Regions from separate parts of the Mus musculus genome. Here all the other regions are linked to region 2. A link is a contact called in public Hi-C data. All regions are on one chromosome and are shown on one strand. The core of a region is the stretch at or near the end of the contact, and the rest is flanking DNA. Distances in the headings are between cores, read along the strand shown. Region 1 overlaps Fbxl17 (F-box and leucine-rich repeat protein 17). Region 2 overlaps Fbxl17 (F-box and leucine-rich repeat protein 17). Region 3 overlaps Fbxl17 (F-box and leucine-rich repeat protein 17).

Region 1 (3,458 bases), core at 742-3,241, 170 kb before region 2:
TATAATTTCGGTTGGGTATGTAGAAACTATTTCACCTGAGGGTGTATTTAGAGCCCCGCAGGTGCCCTTGCTGCCATGCTCTGAGTCTCACTGGTGCCGTGCCTGATGAATTCAAAATGAAGAAGAACAAGAAGAAGAAAAAGCAAAAACAAACAAACAACAAACAAACAAACAAACTTAGCAGAGATTGTAAAATCTCTGGTTCAATAACTCTGTCTTATTCCAACATGTATAAATACATGTACTAAAGAATTGTATATTCTCCCATTGGTCTTCCCTCTTTGATTTTCTTGTGTTTTGCAAATTGTATCTTGGGTGTTCTATGTTTCTGGGCTAATATCCACATATCAGTGAGTACATATCTAATGACTTATTTTATGATTGGGTTACCTCACTAAGGATGATATCCTCCAGACACATCCATTTGTCCAAGAATTTCATAAATTCATTGTTTTTAATAGCTGAGTAGTACTCCATTGTGTAAATGTACCACATTTTCTGTATCCATTCTTCTGTTGAGGGACATCTGAGTTCTTTCCAGCTTCTGGCTATTATAAATAAGGCTGCTATGAACATAGTGGAGCATGTGTTCTTACTACCAGTTGGAACTTCTTCTTGGTATATGCCCAGGAGAGGTATTGCTGGATCTTCCGGTAGGGAGTTACAGAGACAAAGTTTGGAGCTAAGACGAAAGGATGAACTATTCAGAGACTACCCCACCTGGGGATCCATCCCATAATCAGCCACCAAACCCAGACACTATTGCATATGCCAGCAAGATTTTGATGAAGGGACCCTGGTATAGCTGTCTCTTGTGAGGCTATGCCAGTCCCTGGCAAATACAGAAGTGGATGCTCACAGTCATCTATTAATGGAACACAGGGTCCCCAGTGGAGAAGCTAGAGAAAGCACCCAAGGAGCTGAAGGGGTCTGCTACCTTATAGGTGGAACAACAATATGAACTAACCAGTATCCCCAGAGCTCGTGTATCTAGCTGCATATGTAGGAGAAGATGGCCTAGTCGGCCATCAATGGGAAGAGAGACCCCTTGGTATTGCAAACTTTATATGCCCCAGTACAGGGGAATGCCAGGGCCAAGAAGTGGGAGTGGGTGGGTAGGGGAGCAGAGTGGGTGGGAGGGTATTGGGAACTTTTGGGATAGCATTTGAAATTTGAAATGTATATAAAGAAGATATCTAATAAAAAATAGCAAATAAAAAAAGAATTATATATCCTTTCCAAAATCTTGACACTATATTAGATATCTTCACTTTATGAGAACTGAATTCAGGTTTAGAGTACGTTAATGTGCTAATATGGAGAAGAGCTTCAATGTCAGTTTACCTTTCTGAACTTAATTTTCTAGCTACCCTAAAGAGAGCATCAGTTCTAAGTAGGCACGAGCTACAAACACTCGTGTGACCCCGTAAGGCAGTCAGCGAGGAGGACGGAGGTTGTGCAGATGCACGGGTCAGGCAAATACTGGGTGCTTCCTGAAGCAGAAACAAAGTGAAAACAGAGAGCACTGCTGTTCCTTTCAACCTACCCTGAGTGCCTACTATGTGCCAAGTACTCTTTTAGAGACTAAGAATAAAGGACCCAATCCCCTGCCTCACTACAGCTTATATTAAGTTAACTAGAGCATACCATTTGTCAGGTGACAATTCTGTTAGGGGAAAATAAAAGAGGAACTATGGCTGGGAGTGCTCCAACCCTTCACAGGGTAAGCGACATGGGACCAGTGCCTGAAGGTGGGTCGAGCAAGCCTTACAGATACTTAAGAGACAGCCATCCACACAGGCAGGATTGCAAAGGAAGTCCCCGAGGTGGGAGGAAGGCTGGCCCATTCTAGATGAGATCACCAAGTTAATGAAAAGACAAGAGTCAGAAAAATCATCTTGCAGGTCACCTAACAGTATCGGCTTCGGCGCTAAAGGAAATAGGAACCTGTTGGAATGTGTGTGCCAGAGCAGTGGTGGAATTACCCCAAATCATCAAAGCTGCTCTGAGTTCTGGGCTGGGAGTAAGAAGAGAGGCAGAGAGACTGCAGAGGGTGGGGGAGGCTGTTGCTGTTTTCTAAGCAGGAAGTGAGACGCAGATATCCAGGGTGAGAACCACAGCATTTGTTGATGGTGGATGTAGGGGGGAAGAAAAGGAGATCTTAAGAATGTCAAAAGAGCTGGGTGTGGTGGCAAACACCTCCAACTTTAATGCTTCTGGAAGTAGAGAAGCAAAATCATGGGTTTGGGGCAGCCTGGGACACATGGTGAATTTGAAGCCAGTTTGGCCAACCTAGCGAGGCCCTGTCACAAAATAAGAGCTAATGGTTGTGGGTGTGGCCCGATGCTATGGTGCTTGCTTAACACACACAAGGTCCTGTTTTAATTTATAGTTATGCTAAATAAATAAATACATAGAAAAAATCATATCATTTGGACTTAAAATTTCTTATATGGATTTCTACCAGGTTGTTTTTCGTGTCCATGGTTGTCTAAGTATCGTTGTTTTGCAGGGAATACACTGGTTTCCTCCACTCCATATAAATTCCAGAGTAGGGAATAGATTGGCCTTGGTCATGTCCGCCCATCACAATACAGCATAAAGACCTTGCTTGTTAGCATTCTGTAACCTGCTTATCTAAAAATGTACACTGCAATTATATGCACCCAGAAGGGGTTCTGTTATCCTGCAGAGTGGTACTCACTCTTCTGCTTTTAAGACACTAACTGGGCAGCTTAGGGATGTCAGCCACTATGCTGACTGCACATGTCTTTGAGGAGATGACAGGCTCAAAGGGTTGTGGCCAGAGCAGTTCCCGAGTTTTACTAGAACATAAGCCAAAGGCCTCTGCATTGTGTTCCCATCGGTGGGTTTTCACTGAGCCTAGAGCACTCCGGACAAGCACACTTACTAGTGTTAATATTCAACCTCTCAAATGCTGGGGTCCAGTGGCAAAAGCATAATCTCCCTCTAAATGTGGATGTGTAGCTCCGCTACGCGCCCCTCACTGCAGCCAGAGCATCTGTGACTTGGGCTCCCATGGAATGTGCGTTATTTTGGAAATTTTTCCTCATGGGTATGCCTCTGACATTAGCAAATCAAAGAAAATAGCATGAAATTCAAAGCCTTTCAACTTGAGATCTTGTGGTCTGGTGGAGAACTGGAAGAAAACAGAACATTAAACTATCAGTCTTCTTTTTGTTTCTGATTTCCTCTCTTATTTTTTTTCCAGAACATTTGCATGCCACTGGGAGTCTACTTTCTAATGTCTGTCTTTCAGTAACGCCCATTTCCAGAAGTAAGACACCCCATTATAGGGACCAAACTGTAAGCTTAAAAAACAAGAGGAAAAGGAAAAGAATAAGAGATTGGAAAAGCATTAACAGAGTATGCAACAAAGAGAGAGGGTATGTATGCTGTGTTTAAGAGATGAGGTGTCCCTTCAAACAGCTCATATG
Region 2 (3,214 bases), core at 607-3,106:
ATTCATGTTGATAGACATACATATAGGTCAGTATTTCGACCAGCCATCATCAGTGAAATTTTCTTCTGCAGCAAATGGAAACACATACAGAGTCTCACAACTGGACAGTATACAGAGAGTGAGCACTCAGTCCTAAATGGCACCAAAGCCCTCTTCTCTGGGTTCAGGAAACCTTGTGGAAAAGGAAGCCAAGAGTCTAAGAGGATGGAAGGTATGAAGAGAATAGGGTGTCTAAGCACACCATCAATGATGCACATAGAAACCAAAGACACTGTGGCAGCATGCACAGTTCTTTCATAAGCCTGCGCCAGATGAAGTCCCAGCACTGAGAGAAGTGAACACAAGCCCCCATGCCTAATCCAGAAGCTACCTCCAACTAATAATCACTACAAATGAAAACTCAGTTTTCTCCATGGGAGTCTCAGTGGGGACAGGAACCACTCTTAAAAGCAGGCCCCATACCCAGAAGTAGACGGTTGAAGTAAAGCAAACCCAATGACATCATTTGATGGTCTCTGTCTCAAAAGGTTTTGCTAGGGCTGGTTTGTTCTCTCCCTCTCTCTGTTTGGTCCTATTCTGGTATATTTAGATCGTTAACCTCATTTTACACACACACACACATATATATATATCCTGCTTGCTTCCTAAGGAGGGACAGAAAGGATGTAAATTCTAATGGGAAAAAGGTGAGGGAGAAACTTGGAGAAGTTGTGAGAGGGGAAACCATATCAGAATATACTGTATGAAAAAAGAAATGATTTTCAGTAAAAGAAAAATAGAGGGAAAAATACTGCCATAGGTAAATGACTCTAAAATCTATCTTTTACTTTCATAGAATGAATACAAAGAATTAGAGGCAGCCAAAGTCAAAAGGACAATTGTTAATAAACTGGGGGACAAATTTCTATAACGATCGCCAGTCATTTTTTGTCATCTAGATGAACTTTAAAATGTTATGAATTATTCTTCTTTTAATTTGTGTTCTTCAAAATAAAATTTTTATTTCTATAAGCAGGGAGAAAAACTAATTAGGAGACCTAGAGTTAATTTAACAAGTTAGCATATGTCTATATCTAGGCTAGACAAGAATGCATATTTTATTTTGAAAACATGAATGTGACGTACATATATTTAAGTCAAAGAAGATAATGAGAAATGAGTGGTGTGTGTGTGTGTGTGTGTGTGTGCGCGCATGTGCAAAAACAAGGGGACTTTTCAAACAAAGGGGACTTTTCAATTTTGGGAGGAAATAATTATTAAAGGCTACTTTTTATTGTATGTATTAATAGATTTTCATGTACATGTTTTGTGCCACAACAGGCATGAAGCAGAAACATAAGCTCAGTTAAGAGTAACAATGGGAATCATTTTCATTAGAAAGCCAGAAACTGTAATTCAAGTGAGAGATCTGCCTGACCAGGGAGGAAGTCAGACCTCTTCTTCCTCTTAAACTAACCAGCTGGTAAAGCAGATGTCTCTTTGCCTCCTTCGTTTCAAAAGACGCCATGCCCCTAACAGCTGGGGGAAGACAGAATGAGAGCTGGTGACTCCTAATGTTGATCACTGTTCTTTTAAAACTCCCCCCATGCAGATGCCTGAAAATAAGGTTACAGTGCTGAGGACCTAAAAACATCTTGAAGATAGAGGACACTCCCTTGGTCTGTAGAAACAGTCTCATACAGAAACTGTCCCCTCTAAGTTAGTGCCTTCCTTTTGGTGTCTGAGTGACTGCTCTACTGTGAAGAGACACCATGATCATTCAAGGCTTACAAATGAAAGCATTTAACTTGCTTGCTTACAGTTTTGGAGGTTTAGTTCGTTATCCTCAAGGCAGAAGCACAATGGGATGTTAGAGAAGCAGCCACATCCTGATTCACAATTGGGAGGTGTGGGGGAGGGGTCGCACTGGAAGAAAGTAAAGAGAAACTGTGCCTGGCACAGGTTTCTGAATCCTCAACACCCCCCCCCCCCACACACACACACACACTCTTTCTCCAACAAAGCCACACCTCCTAATCTTTCTCAAATATTGTCATTCCCTGATGCCTAACCCATCAAAGATCTGAGCCTATGGGGATCACTCATATTCAAACCACCACACTGTCCTAAAGGTGTTTGTTTGAATACATGGCATATATATCAAATTAAAATACTTTGAAGTTATGGTATTTAAGTATAAGTATTTCCTAAATGTGTTGACTTGATTAGCACTGACAGTTTTCATGAGGACAGTGCTAATCTCTAAGAAGTGTACAAAGCTCTTGAAAACCACTGCAGTCTTCAGAAACATTCATTATTAGAAGGTATTTAACAGACTGTCTCTATTACTTACAGTTTTATTTTTCATGCTGAGAAATCCAGAGTCCTTTTCATCACCACATTTAGAAAGAAAAGTCCAGAAAATGAAAAGTCAACAGAGGTGACTTAATCAGGATGTACCATATCACTACAACTGCTTTGGAGCCAGGGAATGAGAAGCAGCTGCCTGTGTTCCTGTCATAGCTATTGAGTAAATCAAACAGAGCTCGTTATGGTAAACCCATTAGGGCACACCGTCCTCAACTGCTAACATCTCAGCACTTCTAACAACAGAGATGTATTGACGTTAACATCACTTAATTAAAACACAGAGCTTGCTTTGGACAGCTTCCTCTACCTCTGGTCCTTATTATGTGCACAGGGGAGCCTGAGAGAATTAAGTCTGACTAGTTCCAGAGTGAGCAAACCATAAACTCCTCCAAACACTGAGATCCAGGCCCAGAGCATTCACCACCCCGTGCCTGCACGTGCAGTGTGGCTTTCCTTTAAGGAAGCACCTTCCTGGAAATAAAACGCAATCCTCAAAGAACGAGTTCAGATATATAAACCCTAGATGTTCCATAATTTTGCTGAAAAAGCAGATAGAGAATGTCTGAAACATTTTATTTAATAAGCTGAATAGCTGAGGTTTCTCAGTAGTGAAAATGCAGCCGCAATTACATAGAAACTCAAACACTTAGACCAAAACTCTCAAAGCGTTAGGACTTCCTCAGTTCCACCACTGAGACCCAGCTCCACTACTGCATGCATGACCTGAGCGCTAAATCAGTGCACTACTCAAGTGTAGCCTGTGACTTGACTGCCATGCAAGAGGCTTCAAGGCACGTCTCCAAACAAGGAGTGCAGGTCTGAGGATTGCAAGTTCACCACATTTTACCTATCCTTATGGTGTCTG
Region 3 (3,322 bases), core at 402-2,901, 220 kb before region 2:
CCTCTTTTCTGCTGTTCCCCCTATTGTTCTTTATATATATATATATATTTTTATATATATTGTTTCGTTTTTTAGACTTATTTATTATATATAAGTACACTGTAGCTGTCTTCACACACACCAGAAGAGGACATCATATCTCAACTATAGATGGTTGTGAGCCACCATGTGGTTGCTGGGATTTGAACTCATGACCTTTGGAAGAGCAGTCAGTACTCTGAACTGCTGAGCCATCTCTCCAGCCCACCCCCCCTATTGTTCTTAATGCCAATGTTGTTCAAGCCTGAGACACAGAATAAGGGTACTTGGCTTTAGAATTTGCCTTCCTTGAAAACCACTCGCCATCTCTGCTCGGGCTTTCTAGGTTTCTGCAAAACAATGTGTCAAAGGATGGCTTCTCTTCCCCACATTTGGAGATCCAAACAGAATGGATGGCGTTTTTCACCTATTCTGCAGGTATGCAAGCCAGAGAGTCATACCACTGGCCCTGTGGTCTCTCTCTCTAGCCCCTTTCCCAAAGCCATATTAGACCTGCTCTGTACTGATCGCTCTGCAGAAGTGACCAAGACTATCTTCCCCTTTGTGTGACTAACCATTCAGATCCAGCAGTTCTACAACGCTGCCTGTTTGAGAAAGCCAAGGCCACCAAGAGCACAAGGATTACTCTGAAAAAGGCCCTAATTAATAAATGTTCTACATTTTTATGTGTGAATGTTTAATATTTAATTTTTCAATAATTTTATCATTTATAATTTATTAAATTTATCTTGTGGCTTGTATTTATTAAAAATTGATATACTTCCTATTTCTTTTACTCCAATGTTAGGTTATTTTTATGCAAAAAAAAAATGAACAAAAACCAATGCATTTAAGTTCCAGAACAGTTTTCTTACGGCCTCTTTCAGAGAATATTAAGACTCTAATATCCTAGGGTTTTTCTGTGGTACTTCTTCCAGGGTTGCCTCGATGGCTGTTGCATTTATATAGGTCAGTGGGTCATCAGTCGGTCTTTCAGAACACGACTTACCTGGTCTGCTTCCTTCTCTCCCCAGCGATCTGAGTCTAGAGTTTATTGTAACGCTCATTTCTTTGCTATAGGACTGGTGTGAACTGAGAGAAGTCATGGTCCACAAGCCACAGACTCTGTCTCAGCATGGATCAGTGGCTCTCAGAGACTGCCAGCTCAGTGCCTCCAGTGACAGGTAAGAGAAGGGAAAGATCAGCAAAAGCAGAAAAAAAAAAAAAAGTTGGAAGTAGAGTTTGGTGGCAGATGTCTCCACCTTTCATAAGCAAATGTTTTCTCAGAATGTGTCTGATGTCTGTGGTCTGTCGTCTGGATTTGCCCTTTTGTAGCACCTAAGAGGAAGGCTTTGACATGTAGTTTAATACAGAGAAATGTACCCATTTTTGTAGAGGGAATGCTGTTTCAGTTTCTTTCTATAGTGCAGTTAGAGGCAGCTCAAGTTGTGATTAAGGTTAGGAGGTTATAAAATTATGAGACGGAAAGGAATGCATCCTAAGATTCAACCAGCGAACAGCAGGTCCAGCCCATTCCCTGTGAAAATTGTTAATTGAGCATTTACTATGGGAGCGGTCTGAAAGGCTAGCTGGAGAGAGAGGGGAGAGGCGAGGGGCGGGGCTAGGGATGAGACACAGGTCAGTTCAGTTGGCTGTGTGAGCAACAGACGGCCGGTCTGACCTTTGCATCTCTAACATTTTACATGAGTCCACGAAAAAGGGCTCATGGGGTGCGGTGAGATACTGGATATAAACTCCTGAAAGCTGAAAGGTAGCACTCACCATAGTTGACGTTATTCCATGGCTCCTTGTGAACAGGCCTTCTCACCGGTGACCTGCCAAGTTCGAGGGCAGAGTTCACGTCTGTTTTCACTTTATTCCTGCCATCCTGCACAGCGCCTGCCTCCCACCAGCCCTCATTTAGATGACCAGATAAATTGATGTCCCTGTATGCAGTCCTTCGCTAGCTTGGAAGCCACAGGAAGGCAGGTTAGATGTATTACTCATCAATGTGTTTCCTAAGGAACCGGGAAGAATGAGTGTTACGGAGTACGGAGACAGATGGACGAGTGCTGGTTCCACTGAAGAGCGGCTTCTGATCAATGAAGCAAAGATTCCTGAAAGTCAACTATTTTTCTGATCCAGGCTCCCTACACCCACCCCATGCCCTTCTCCCATCCTGGCAATGTTTAGTTGGGGCTCCTTCAGTGCCAAATGGAGCTCTTTCCTGTATTCGAAACTGTTAAGACTCTGAGGAATTTTGATATAATACATTAAAACATTTTCTCAGCCAAGTGTTTTACACAACATGAAATATTTTTCTATGGTAATGTTTCTTTTATTGAGTTTTTTTTTTTTTTACAAAAATTATCACACATTCTACAGATATTCAGCAACACTTACTCAACTGAAACACAAAATAAAATTACAGAAACACCAAATACAGACATTTCTCAAATTAACCAGAGGCAATTTGTTGTGACTGGGGAATAAGAGGGCATGATCTGAAATGCAGACTGGGAGAACTTGGGATCTATTCTGGAATACATCACAGGGGTGGGACACCCTTTCCTCCTGACCCAGTAGTCAGGACAGAAGGCCCAAACACTCTGACAGTTGTACAAGAAGTCTCAAATCACAGCTTCAGGTGTCAAAAAGGTGACAGTCACCGAGTACATCATACAGCCTAAAATGAATGGGCACAAGAAGATGAAGATCATGTGCCAAGAGTTACCAATTTGGGAGTGTCAGCTTGGGGAAGAAGAACCATAGGCTAAGGTAAGATGATGTAGAGATAGATGGTAGAGGCAGTGGCTTTAAGGTCCAGATCACCCGAAGATTGTGAAAAGCCCCCCTCCCCCCCGGGGGGGGAAGAAACTCCAATCTGGGAACTGAAGCCAAGTTTGTGTCTGGTGCTCAGGGAAGCTGTAGATTAAGGATGCAAAGCCCAACTCTTAATACCTCCCTTTGCATCTCTAAATCACACTGTCCTTGGATGTCCCCGTGTGAGTCAGAGGGAAAGGTCAAGGAGCCTACAGCCTGGCCAGGGGTGGGGGTGGGGGTTGGCTGGGGCTGCCAGCAGTACCTCACACAGCTATTACACACAATTTTCTCCCATCACCCATGAGTCATTTTAGTCCTAGTTGACAGATGAGGACATGAAGTAGTTGCTGATATACAAAGAACCAGAGATCAGGGGCCAGAATGTACGTTTTCTGACCCCTTACCCACTAGTTTGTACTTTTTAGTCCTAGTTGACAGATGAGGACATGAAGTAGTTGCTGATATTCAAAGAACCGGAGAT

The links. A called contact is a pair of places that touch in the nucleus more often than the background predicts.
Region 1: a contact with region 2 is called in a Hi-C map of the HPC-7 cell line, with 1.5 times the contacts expected there. The contact joins two enhancer-like sites. A contact is called at or near these places in 1 of 15 datasets of contacts at CTCF or cohesin (the NIH/3T3 cell line) and 1 of 484 Hi-C or Micro-C datasets (the HPC-7 cell line).
Region 3: a contact with region 2 is called in a Hi-C map of the N1E-115 cell line, with 4 times the contacts expected there. The contact joins two enhancer-like sites. A contact is called at or near these places in 3 of 484 Hi-C or Micro-C datasets (the N1E-115 cell line, female germline stem cells and spermatogonial stem cells) and 1 of 115 datasets of contacts at active chromatin or transcription factors (embryonic stem cells).

What each region holds. Positions count from the first base shown.
Region 1 is chr17:63,091,335-63,094,792 of GRCm38.p6, forward strand. All of the region lies in intron 7 of Fbxl17 (F-box and leucine-rich repeat protein 17), which reads right to left. Among named protein-coding and RNA genes, the nearest start is that of Gm34324, 53 kb to the left of the region's middle. Within about 2 kb of position 1,992, at least 35 of the 459 cell types and tissues checked have an H3K27ac peak or open chromatin away from gene starts, as enhancers often do. A contact at or near this core is called in the HPC-7 cell line, where this site is marked.
Region 2 is chr17:63,266,070-63,269,283 of GRCm38.p6, forward strand. All of the region lies in intron 6 of Fbxl17 (F-box and leucine-rich repeat protein 17), which reads right to left. Among named protein-coding and RNA genes, the nearest start is that of Gm41607, 30 kb to the right of the region's middle. Within about 2 kb of position 1,857, at least 21 of the 459 cell types and tissues checked have an H3K27ac peak or open chromatin away from gene starts, as enhancers often do. A contact at or near this core is called in the HPC-7 cell line and the N1E-115 cell line, where this site is marked.
Region 3 is chr17:63,043,615-63,046,936 of GRCm38.p6, forward strand. It overlaps Fbxl17 (F-box and leucine-rich repeat protein 17), which reads right to left. Exons shown (of 9, transcript NM_015794.1): 9 at 2,335-3,322. It overlaps Gm34324 (a long non-coding RNA gene), which reads left to right. Exons shown (of 5, transcript XR_876901.3): 3 at 365-456; 4 at 1,099-1,202; 5 at 2,042-2,353. Among named protein-coding and RNA genes, the nearest start is that of Gm34324, 5.3 kb to the left of the region's middle. Within about 2 kb of position 1,652, at least 4 of the 459 cell types and tissues checked have an H3K27ac peak or open chromatin away from gene starts, as enhancers often do. A contact at or near this core is called in the N1E-115 cell line, where this site is marked.